Regions from separate parts of the Gossypium hirsutum genome. Here region 2 is linked to region 1. The links are chromatin contacts, called in public Hi-C maps. All regions are on one chromosome and are shown on one strand. The core of a region is the stretch at or near the end of the contact, and the rest is flanking DNA. Distances in the headings are between cores, read along the strand shown.

Region 1 (6,609 bases), core at 389-2,888:
TTATAGCATATTTTAACCTTATATCTCAATCAAAAGGAGAATTTATAAAATTTCGATCTAAACATATTTTAATAGATCATGTTTTAACACATATAAAGCCTTTTAATTTTACAAGTAGAATTCTAGTAATTAATAGTACTTAGTTGCTTACTTTCGAAATTCACAGTTTAAATTACTTCAATTTTTTTTGAAAGGGATCAACTTGCTTAATATCAAAATTGAGAGGGACTTGAAAGGTGTTTTTATCATTCTTCCCTCTACAAGGCTTAGTAGGAGGGCAACGTCCACGCCAAAAGCCCAAGTGGTATTTCAAAATAACCCGGTTAAAGAGACGGCCGACTCGACGTCAATGGAGCCCATTGGTTCTAATGTGGAAAGCAAGGAAGCCCACCTTAACTGGGTGAATTTGCATGAATTTAACATAATTTTGGGTGAACATACCTGAGAGGTCCCTATATTATAGGTATCTAATCAAATTAATCCTTATGCTATTAAATGGATCAATTTAGTCCCTCTACTATTAAAAGGAATCAAACAAGGCTAAATTGGAATATAGTTAACGTTTATTGCATAAAAAACGTCATTTAATATTTCACAAAGTTAATATTTTTAAAATTTTTATGGTTCTATAAATGAAATTTTGTGTTTGGAATTGAACTGCAATTGAAAAAAATAATTTTCAAGGTATTTTTTATGTAGTAAATTTAAACTCATTTACAATTTGGACTTATTTAATCCTTTTTGATAGTACATAAACTAAATTGATCCATTTAATAATAAAAGAATTAATTTGATTCAGTCCCCTAATACAAAAACCTCTCATATCCTTTAACTCATAATTTTGTCATATATTTTAAAAATGACACAAAAAATTTTTAGTTTTTCATTTGTATTTCAAATTTAAACAAAATGTTTCATTTTTAAAACCATAAAAAAATTTAAAAAATTTAAACAATAAATGATTTTTTTAAATTATAAATGTTAATTATGTTAAAATTCGATCATGGTTTATTATTTTTAATAATATATGGACTAAATTAATCTATTTAATAATATATGAGCTAATTTGATTTTATTCTTATAATAAAAGACCTACCCGGTACTTTTATCTTTAATTTTACTATAACATTAGTTAGTTCAAGTAGTTAGCATTTCTACTAACTAATGATATTATGTATAGGAACCAAATTATGTCAAATTATTGGGTAAAAATGCTAGAGAGGCCCCTATATTGTGTGTCAAATTGCATTTTGCCTCCTTTACTAAAAAATGGGCAAATTAATCATTGTACATTAGATCAAAGAGTAATTTGGTCATTTCTAGTTAAAAATTGATTCAATACTACTATTAAAAAGTAAAAATTGGCATGATTAAAAAAATAACAAAATAATAACACCGTGACGTGTCACATGTACCTCATGTTGATGTACATGAATAAATTTTTAACAATCGGAATTGATGAAATTTTTAAAAGAATAACCAATTTACTCTTTGATCTAACTTAGAGGGACTACTTTATTCAATTTTTAGCAGAAGGGACAAAATGTAATTCGACTCTAGTGCAACAACTAAAGTATAAATAGTAAATCTTAAATTTACTCGTTATAGAGGGATCATGTTTTAAAATCCCCCAACAATTTTCTGCTTGGATAGGGAAGCTAGGGGGCTTAGTGTATGACACTCAATCTCCAATGTCTTCACCGCGATTGCAATCACATCCATTTTTCAATCCATCTAAAACCAACCCTAACCTAATCTTCTCAAAATCCCCATTTTTTCTTCCTTATTTCTCAACCCTAATCCGTAATTATAATCCGAAACCCAATGCCTTGTCGTCGTCTCTCCAAGAATTCCCCCCAAATGCCCTTCGCCGTAAAACCAATCCACAATGTACAGTAGGGTTCAGCCTAGGCGTGGATTTGGGTTCATCACGTACCGGTCTTGCCCTTAGCAAAGGTTTCTCCGTTCGTCCACTCACGGTACTAATAACATCATTCAATTTGGTTTTCAGTTTACTACCTGTTCGATGTTTTCCCTGTTTCTGTATCTTTATAGGTTTTGAAATTGAGAGGACAAAAACTTGAGCTACAACTGCTTGACATGGCTGAAAGAGAGGTTAAAAAATTTACTTTCTCTCTTTTAATTCGAAGCTTTTTAAATGCAAATTTTCGGTGTAATGGTAGAGTTATATATATTGTAGGAGGTTGATGAATTTATAATTGGAATCCCTAAATCTTGGGATGGAAAGGAGACCCCTCAATCGAACAAAGTTCGTAGTATTGCCGGACGGCTAGCGGTTCGAGCTGCCGAGAGGTAATGTTTTTTTATGTTTCTCGCTTGAAGTCCAAACTGTTTGCGTATTTGCTTCAACCATTTGGGTTGGTCTTAATTTGCATAAAAAATCACTTTTTTTTTTGTGTGTGTGTCTCAATTGCTTTACTCAAACTCAGGGGTTGGAGAGTGTATCTACAAGATGAACATGGGACATCATCAGAAGCTGCTTACAGGATGATTAACTTGTACAAATAAGTTTCCCCAATTTGATATTTCCTGTCCAAGTCACGACTCTGACGGCTGTGTCTCCAAAATTGTCCCTTTTGGATACACATAGATCCTTTGCATGCCAAAGAATGCACTCCACTATACTAATTGAGTGTTGGTCATATTGCAGAGTGCACTCATTTGTGTGTAAGGCCACGCGCATCTGTTTGTGCCTCACAAGGTGGACTAGTGTGCTAGGTCGGGTCCTTATATTGAAGATTTGTGATTATGAGAAGAGGACAATTGCAGATTGTGCCTCATGACCCGGCCTAGCATGTCGAAATTGTCCTTTTTGGATATACATAGATCCTTTGCATGCAAAAGAATGCACTATACTAATTGATTGACTGTTGTATTGCTCATTTGTGTGTAAGGCCGCGAGTTCAAATCTGTGAAGACGCACCTGTTGGTGCCTTGCAACATGGCCTAGCATGTTAGGTTTGTTGATGCCTACGACTTGTTATGAAAAGAGGACAATTGCAAAGGCATAACGTTCTGGGTCATGATATTTCTGTATCTTTGAAATTTTTTCTTCTTGATGTCTGAACTGGAGCATAATTCTTTCACTTGTCTTTCAGGGGTCTCAACAAGTCTGCACGCCAAAAAACCTCCGATGCATATGCTGCTGTGGTCTGTAGCATTTTTCTCTTTTTTATGATTGAAAAACGATAATAGTATACTTCTTCAATGGTGATTCATGGTTGTAGTGAACTTTTGGTTTAATTTGTAAAGAAGACCATGGATTTCAATTTTGATGTCGTTCATTTTCTTCTTATACCTCTTATTATTATTATTATTATTTATTTTTTTTTTTTTTTTGTTCTTACTGCAGATATTACTAGAGAGATACTTTGCCATTTCCGGTGAGGACATTGAGATTGTTTTGCCGAAACAGATTGATTTGCAAGAAAAACTCAGAAAGGGTACACCACTGGACATCGATTTTTCACCTGAAGAATTTGTTGATTGATAATACCTTGTAAGGATAACCAAATCCTTGTGTTTTATCTAGAGTTTAGGGAATATGAATTTGAGAGTGCATATGAAGTAGTGCTTAACAATTGCAACTCCTAGTCTACCTAAGTGATTTTGCTGCAAAATTTTCCATTAAACCAAACTGGAAAGAACCAAGAACAGAAAATGTTAAAATCTTGCACTTGGGGTGACATATGAACAATTAGGATCCCAGATTTCCTTTTAGTTCTCTTATATTTATGAAAAATAATACCATTTAACTCAAAGAGTTGAATATGTAGGTGTTGACTACAAATTTAAGAGGCTTATGATAGGATAAAGAGGAAAGGGTATATTATTAATGCTAAATGCTCAAATTAGTGCTTTGCTGAACCATTTAGAGGTTTGCTTCAAATAAGGGTCAAATTTGTAATAAAAATTAGGGGAATATGATGCGATTAGAATAGAACGCACATGTAATAGTTGAATCAAATATTATTTCAAAAAAAAATATAATTTAAAACTCAAAATATGACATTTGAAAAGTCTCTATTTGAGCATTTTTGAAAAATTTTAGTCCTTAATTGATCATTTTGAAAGATTTAGCTTTCATTTGAACACTATTGTGAAGGATTGACCTTTATATAATCATTTTGAAAGATTTGCCTTTTATATATGATCAATCCCTAGAAGATTAAGTCTAAGTCCCAATTTAAGCATTTACACCATGTTTGGTTGGGTGTATTGGCTAATCGGTGGGCCCCACTTAAGCGCCCTTTATTCCGTTGTTTGGTTCATGGTAATGCTATTACGGGTGTAATCCATTACTGCCCTAATCGGTGAAATCCACCGATTTCTAATCCGTCCCTTTTGCTCAGTTTAGGTGCTGCTTCACTTTACCCTCCCTGTTTTACCCTTTGCCTCTTCTGTTCCCCTTTGCCATCAGGAAGGAGATTCAAGATGAGACGGATAGAGAAACTGGCCGAACCAAGCAAATCTCCAGTGTTCCAATTCATCTTAGGCGTTATCATGTTCTGATTCATGTTTCCTTTGACTTAGATATTGGAAGGCAAATCTTATCGGCTGAAATTCCCTTGGGTTGGTGTCGTGAATCGCTCACAAGCAAATATTAACAAGAATGTTGATATGATTGCTGCTCGACGTACAGAGCGTGAGTATTTTTCTACTACGCTTGAATATAGGCATCTTGCTCATAGAATGGGTTCTGAGCATCTTGCTAAGATGCTTTCAAAGGTAATCTATAGGGCGTTTATTTCTTTTTTTCCTTTTTTTTTGTACTTTTTATCCTATACTTTCTTGTAAAGGACAAGATGATACTGGGTTTAATGCTATCTTTTCTTAAGTTGTATTAACTTTGTCATACTGGTTAATGTCTCAGCATTTGGAAACTGTTATCAAGTCTAGAATCCCTGGCATTCAGTCCCTTATTAATAAAACAATTGCTGAACTTGAAACCGAATTGAGTCGCCTTGGAAAGCCTATTGCAGCTGATGCGGGTGTAAGTGTGCTCTTGTGTGTGGATTTTGGAATTCTTTGGCTATTCCACTTGCAGTTGATTATTAGTTATAAGCTCTTTAGGAATTACTGATGATTGAGATGCTTATACAGGGGAAGTTGTGCACAATTATGGAGATTTGCTGTCTTTTTTATCAAAATTTCAGAGAACATTTGGATGGGGTGTATGTATCACGTCTTGTTTTACCTTCCTTAATACACCTATCTTTAACATCATTCAATTTTGCTAATTTTGTTAGAGATTTTGTCTTGACTTTCAATATTGTTCACAGGCGTACTGGTGGTGATAAGGTTTACAATGTTTTCGACAACCAACTTCCTGCTGCTTTGAAAAGGTTGCAATTTGACAGGCAACTATCAATGGAGAATATTAGGAAGCTCATTACTGAAGCTGATGGAAGCTGATGGCTATCAACCACATTTAATAGCTCCCGAACAAGGATACTGTCGTTTGATTGAATCTACTTTAGTTACTATCAGAGGTCCAGCTGAGGCTGCTGTTGATGCGGTATGAAAGTAAATTTTAGAAAAAATGCTATATCTGTCATATTCAATTTGGCATGCCAAGATTATCTAGTTTTCTTTTTCTTTCAGCATCAGTTCAGTTGTGATTCTTAAAAAACATTTTTTTTCTTTCAAGTATCAAGATTCTTGCTATCCTTTACTATTTAGTTGTCTTACATAAAAAATGTTGATAATTTTTAACTGCTATTAAGGTCTCGGTTTACTAGGGATCATGTTGGTCATAGACTGATGCTTCAAATTGGATTGATTTCATTTGTTACATTTTTTAGACTCATTCCATTCTGAAGGATCTGGTTCACAAGGCTATGAGTGAAACTCCGGTATGTTCCCATCTTTGCTTATATTGTTCATGTACCAAAGAAATTTTGCCTGTTATTTTTCTATCTCTTGACATTGAGTTTAGTATTCTTCAAGGTTTATAAGAGTCAACATGGTTTGGTTTTCAGGAGTTAAAGCAATATCCTGCACTCAGAGTAGAGGTGGGAAATGCTGCGATCGAGTCTCTTGAAAGAATGAGGGATCAGAGCAAAAAAGCAACACTTCAACTGGTCGATATGGAATGTTGTTACCTTACAGTTGAGTTCTTCCGAAAGCTTCCTCAAGATGTGGATAAGGGTGGCAGTGCTACGCAATCAATATTTGACCGATACAATGACTCCTACCTGAGGAGAATTGGTAGGTTCATATACACAAAAAGTTGAGGATGGATCTCAATTGTTTGAAACTTAATCGAAGGATACTATTATTCAATGTATTTTATTTCTGATAATGGGTTTCTAACAATGTATGAGCAGGAAGTACAGTTTTGTCTTACGTAAATATGGTCTGCGCTACTTTGCGCCACTCGATTCCAAAGTCCATTGTTTATTGTCAAGTCCGTGAAGCTAAAAGAAGCTTGCTTGACTTTTTCTACACGGAATTGGGTAAACTGGAGGTGAGAAATGTCCTCTCTTAACCAACTAACCGTCTGTTACTTATTTTGGTGAAACAGATGATCAGTGAATGATTTCTGAGAAATTTCTTTTGTAGCAAAAACGATTATCGGCATTACTG
Region 2 (5,956 bases), core at 2,546-5,045, 700 kb before region 1:
TGTTGATTCCAAGATTTGCAGCAGTTATGAAAACAAGTATCACAATGACACCATCCAAATGTTTTTCAAAGAGTCGATTGAATCCTATTCAGCTATCCTATAATTACCATTTCATATGATTCTTACCTTTTCTCAATCGCTTTGGTTTTATCTCTTAATTCCATTCATCATGGTGAAGAAACTGATTTATATTATATTATTTTTATATTTTATAATCATCTAAACAACTTTGATTCAGTCAGTTTAATTTAATAATTTTCTCAATTAAAATTGAATCAACTAATTAAATTATTTGCTGGATGATGCCCGTTTTTTTAAAACTGGATTTTGGATGAACCGAATCAATGTTTTTTTTTATCAGAAATTAAAATCGAATTTAAATGTAATTTGTAACATTTATCTCTATATATTTATTAGGAGGAAGGATTGTATGAAACAGTGACGCCACGTCATCTGTATCCCTTTCCAATAGTTTTATGCCACATCAGTATTCTTATCCTGAAACTGATGTGGCATAAAACTATTGGAAAGGGATACAGATGACGTGGCGTCACTGTTTCATATTTTCCTATTTATTAAAACCCCCTGTTTTATAACTATAATTTTATAATTTTATAACATATATTTTCGTTAATTTCCCTTCAAAATAATCGATTTTAAAAATACTTTTTTATATTTTATTATAATCTATTACTTTTATAATATGTTTATTTAATTTTGTAAAAATAGTATATTATAAAGTATTATTTAAAAATTTGAGACGTGTTTTGGTTGCATTCATAAAGAAGTCAAAGGTCAAATGGGTAAAAGGTCATTTCATTTCGAGATCGTATCTAAATTAAAACCTTATCGTATACAATAATTATCATATATGATTTTCTGTTAGATTTATTTTGAATTTAAGTCAACCTTACACAAGAGTAAATTTAAATTTTTTTTAGTGGAGTCAAAATTAAATTTTATTATTTATTAATTTATAGTTTGATCATTTTATTACATATTAACTTATATTCTCATATATATTTTTTATAGAATAGAATTATCAAAAAAGTGGGAAGGTTTGAGCAAAAATATAAGTTCGGAAAATGGATTTTGACAAAAAAAAGTCTATTTTCTAAATGGGTCGGGCCTCAAGTAAGTTTTTTTACCTAGACTCGGCTTGTCCCGAATTTGTTAAAAAAAAACTGTTGCTGTTCTGCAATTGTTTTATTGTCATTTTGTCATTATTTTATTATTATATTGTTGTTATTATTTGGATATTCTACAATTTTTGTTTATTATTATTATTATTTATTATTTTAGATACATTTGCTTGCTAAGTTGTACCTATCTTAGTGTTATTTAAGTATAATTTTTTTAAAAATTTATTTTTAAATTGTTAGAAAACATTTATTTTAATATTTTTAGTGTATTTGATATATTATATTTATTTTATTTTTATATAAAAAATAATATACAAAATTTAAATATGACCGAATCAAGTCGAGTTCAAATTCTAACAATTTTATCGAGAGAAATTTAGACAAAATTTTAAGTTTTTTTTTTTAAAATGAGCTTCAACCTGAAAAAGAGATAACAAATTTTGCTTTCCCTCGGCCATGATGACCTCTAAATAATCCTAAACGCACACACCCATATTTCCATCATTTTTTAAGGTAATAAATTACAAAATTTTCATTTTTTGATTCGTCTCTTGCATGAAATTTGTTCCAACATATTATAAATTTCAAAACAATCATGCTTTGTTCAAATATAATTCGTGATTAAATGATTCATTGCAGTCCGGGTGCTGTAAACTGCCGGACGAGTGCGTGTTTACATATAGAGGTCTGACGAACTGGACGAAGGAGAGCGGAGTTTTCGACAATCCCGATTGCAAAACATGGGAAAACGATCCCAAAGTGTTTATGTTTTAATTGCAAATCATGCAAGGCGGCTGTGGCAGATAATTTGAAGCAGTCGTTAAGGAAAAAGGCGACCGTCAATATCGTCTTCCTTGTTCTCCTCACCATAGGATTTTGTGTGTGTATTTGCGCTTTTTGGAACAACGGCAAAGACGATGCTTATAGTGCTTAAACGGTGTCTAAAGTAGCCATTGTATGTGATACTTTGCGTGTTAAGTTGGATTTGTTTGTAGTAATTCTACTATTAGTTTTGGTTAATTAACAATAAGGTGATATAAAGGATGTTTGATTTTTGAAACAATTTTGAGATTAAAAATTCATGTTTATATATTTAAAAAAACATGTAAATGGATGAAGTGGTTTTTTTTTTAATATTTCTGAATTTTGGTTATATTATTATAATTTTTATTTATAAAATTAAGATATGATTGTTTTTATTATTTATAGTTGAAATTTTTTAAATTTATAAATTTTACTAGATTGAATTTCCTATAAATAATATAATCTATTTAATTTAGTATCAATTCCAATCCAATTCAATAAAAACAATAAAACATTGTTAAATTATTTTTTTCATAATAAATATCAAAATAAACTGTCTAAATAGAGGTTAATAAAACAAAGGTACTCATAAATTATTTGAATTTCATTTAAACAATATTTGAATTCAATTTGATGATTATTTAGTCAAGCTTGAGATTGAATAGTTTGAGTTATCAATCAAGTTTAATTTGATTGAGGTTAAACTTTTTAGAATCAAAACTAAATTAATATAATATATAAATGTTAAGGTTATTATTATGTCAATTTTAAAAGCTACCATATTTAGGGTAAGTAAAATTTAATTTAACTCGAAAAAAATTAAATTTTTAATTAACTCTTTCTTTTTCAAATTTTGAGTTATAATTAAGTTAAATTTTTGAATTCAAATAACTCAAATAATTCGAATAAGTCAAATATTAAATCATTCTTCTCCTCTTCATCCAACCCCCCCCCCCAAACACTTTTACTTTCCTAAAAAAAAATTACTTCCTCGCAAACTCCCAAAAACATTTTTCCATTTATTTTCCCCGAAACTTTTATTCCCCAAACCCTTAAAAATATTTTTCTTTTATTTTTTTCTCAAAACTTTTACTTCTCCAAACCCTCAATTTTTTTTTCTTTTTTGCTTTCTCCTAAAACTTTTACCTCTCCCAAACCTCAAAATTTTTTTTGAACTTATGTCTACTATTTATATTATTGAATAAATTCCACACTTTATATTATTTATATTATTAAACTGTTTAATAATGTTGAATTTTTATCAATTTTCGTTAAAATTAAATTATTGATTATGACATAAAATATAGGTGTTAAAATTTTCTATAAGTATCAATTTGTCATTTTATCTTTAAAATAACTTTTATTAAAAAAATCATTTTTTACCTTTAATATATATTTTTAATTTCAAAATACAATGTGAGAAGAATTAGAAGATAATTGAAGCAACTAAGCAAGCAAATAAGCTATTATGTACATTAAAGATTAATAAATAAATTATAAGGAGATGGAAGTTAATAACAAATTTAATTCCAGTGAGCAAATTTAATTATGATGGGTGAAAGTGGCTACAAGGATCCAAAGTTATTTTTTAAATTTAACTCGAAAAATATATTCAATTTGAATTCCATCTCACTCAACTCGATTTGAGAAAATTTCAAATCAAGTTAAGATGATAAAATAGGATTCATCAGTTAGATTAACTCAAAAATTTTCACTCTATTCCATTTGATTCGATCGAACGCTCACTCCTAGACACATCATCTTCCCACAAGCAAGTGAAAAAAAAAATCGAATAGTTTGGTGATGATTTTATAACTTTTTATAATTAGATGACTAAAAAAAATTAGTAATAGTTGGTGGACTAACTGTGTAGTTTAACCATTTACTTTCGTGTAGAAAGTTTAAAACGACGCTGTTTAGGAGGACAAAAAGGCTTTCTTACTGGAACTCTGATTTTGGATCCGAGGAGTTAGTGAATTAGCGATGATGGCAGCAGCTGAGAAATTCGTGGAAGCTGATAATGCGGAAGCCATAATAACAAGAATCGAGCACAAATCCAGGAAGATCGAGAGCTTACTTAAACAGTAAGTATTTTTAATCCATTTAAAATCTCTTTTGAAAAAAACCCTTAATTAATTGAAATTAATTTCTTCCTATCTCAGGAATAAGCCCGTTGAAGCTCTTAAAACTGCGCTCGAGGGATCTTCTCATATGATACGTGACGAGCGATGCAAGGTTTTGGACCCCAAAAAATGTTCAATTTCTTTTTATTCAATTATATAAAACATTAAGCATTTCTTCTTCTTCTTTTCTTTTTAATTTTGGATTTGGGGATTTGCAGTCAGCGAATTGGATAGTTGTGCATAGAGCGCTAATGGCTATAAAAGATGTCGAAGGAATGTTCTCTTCTTTGGATCCTGAGTACTATGATATCCTTATGAAGTGAGGTTTTTTTTTTTTTTGGGTATTCCTTGTTTTGATTGTATTGTATCTCAAAATTAGAAAATTTAAATTAGGGCGAGCTAGTTTTATTCTCAATTATGCATATTAGTATTATGATCTCTTCCTAATAGATTATTTTATATTCCATGTTTGTAGCTTTATGTTATTGTCATTCTTATTGCTGATAATATGAGTCCAATTTCATACCCTTTAGAGCTGAATTTTCATAGTTGGTGCTGGTGCTATGGTTTTTAACATTTTTACTGTAATTGTTCTGATAAGGAGTTTGGTAGGGAACAATGTTACTTGGACTTGGTTTATTACAGATATAACAGTTTATTGGGTTTAAAGTCTTCTTTCTGTAGGAGTTTGGTCTTTGTTGCGAACTCAGAGTATTGGTGACAGGATATCTTATATTGGCTAGAATGGTAGGAACCTGAGGTTGAAAAAGAAAATCAGATTTGAATTCTGCAGAACTAATCATATTCAATATTGAATATTGGTAAAGGTCTAGAAGTTCATTCAGCTGATGACACTTACAAAACTTTATCTTTACTAGGTCTTTGAGTTCCGCTACTGAACATTGCCTAGTGAAATGTTATAGCTCTGGTAAAAGTAAACAATTGCTTTCTTGACAAGTACACATGCTCAGTATTTGTGTATTTGATACTGCAAAATAATAATAAGCAAGGATTATTGTGTTATTTCCAGGTATTTGTATAGAGGATTGTCAACCGGAGATCGCCCCACATGTGATCAGTGCCTTAGGATCCATGAGAAGCTGACGGAGAGAGCTGGTTTGGGCTGCATACTTCGTTCCCTTGCAGATACTGTGAATGCAATTTGACTCCAATAGGCCCTTCACTTTGGAAAATGTTTTCAAGTGTTGTTGTTCTTAAATCATTGAAGTGCTTTAGAAGCTTTTATGTTACAGCTTTTCTTCCATGATTCGTATTTCCAGATCAGAGTTGCGGTCACATGGGTTATATGGTCTCCTATCTGGCTTTTCTACTTGGGGTAATTGGAGGTGTTTAGGTATAGAATCTTATCACCACCTTCCAGTCCCTCTCCCTTTCCCTCCCTCTTTATCTTAATTTGAGAATCTTGTTACCTATGGGTTGCTATGAAATTTGCATGAAAAGAGAGATCGAATATGAAGCAAAAGACTTCAAAAAGTATAGATAGCTGTAATTGTTATATATACTAGACATGAGCATATTTTCTGTTCCTTATTGGTAAAAGTACGATGAAGCTTTTGTATTATAAGTTAAATTGTATTTTGTCTCTTTTATCTAAAAATAGGCAAATTAATTCATATATGTTAGATCAATGAGCAAATTGGCAATTTCTGTTAAAGATTCATCCATTTCTACTGGTAAAATACAATCCAACTCCTAGTAAAAAATTTTTTGGTACTTTTACCTTTCTTTTTTTGTTTCTTGGTTATATTTTTTGGTTTCTTGCCTGTGGATTGCTAGATGTCTAAAAATAGCCTGACAATCAACCAAAAACTTATTTAGAACTCAATAAATCTTAACTTGAGTAGGTGTAGTTGAGCTGAGGGAGTA

What was found. Hi-C and Micro-C count contacts between places; a contact is called where the count stands out from the background.
Region 2: a contact with region 1 is called in a Hi-C map of leaf, with 3 times the contacts expected there. The contact joins the promoter of LOC107923952 here to the promoter of LOC107924092 in region 1. A contact is called at or near these places in 2 of 34 Hi-C or Micro-C datasets (callus and leaf).

Annotation. Positions count from the first base shown.
Region 1 is chrA12:76,712,633-76,719,241 of Gossypium_hirsutum_v2.1, reverse strand. LOC107924092 (putative pre-16S rRNA nuclease) reads left to right here and starts at 1,638. Exons shown (of 7, transcript XM_016854390.2): 1 at 1,638-1,979; 2 at 2,056-2,115; 3 at 2,201-2,313; 4 at 2,451-2,519; 5 at 3,120-3,171; 6 at 3,374-3,520; 7 at 4,555-4,749. The coding sequence starts at 1,692. The coding sequence ends at 3,511. It also overlaps the pseudogene LOC121211401.
Region 2 is chrA12:77,415,102-77,421,057 of Gossypium_hirsutum_v2.1, reverse strand. LOC107923952 (actin-related protein 2/3 complex subunit 5A) reads left to right here and starts at 3,795. Exons shown (of 4, transcript XM_016854175.2): 1 at 3,795-4,030; 2 at 4,109-4,181; 3 at 4,288-4,388; 4 at 5,100-5,615. The coding sequence starts at 3,930. The coding sequence ends at 5,235.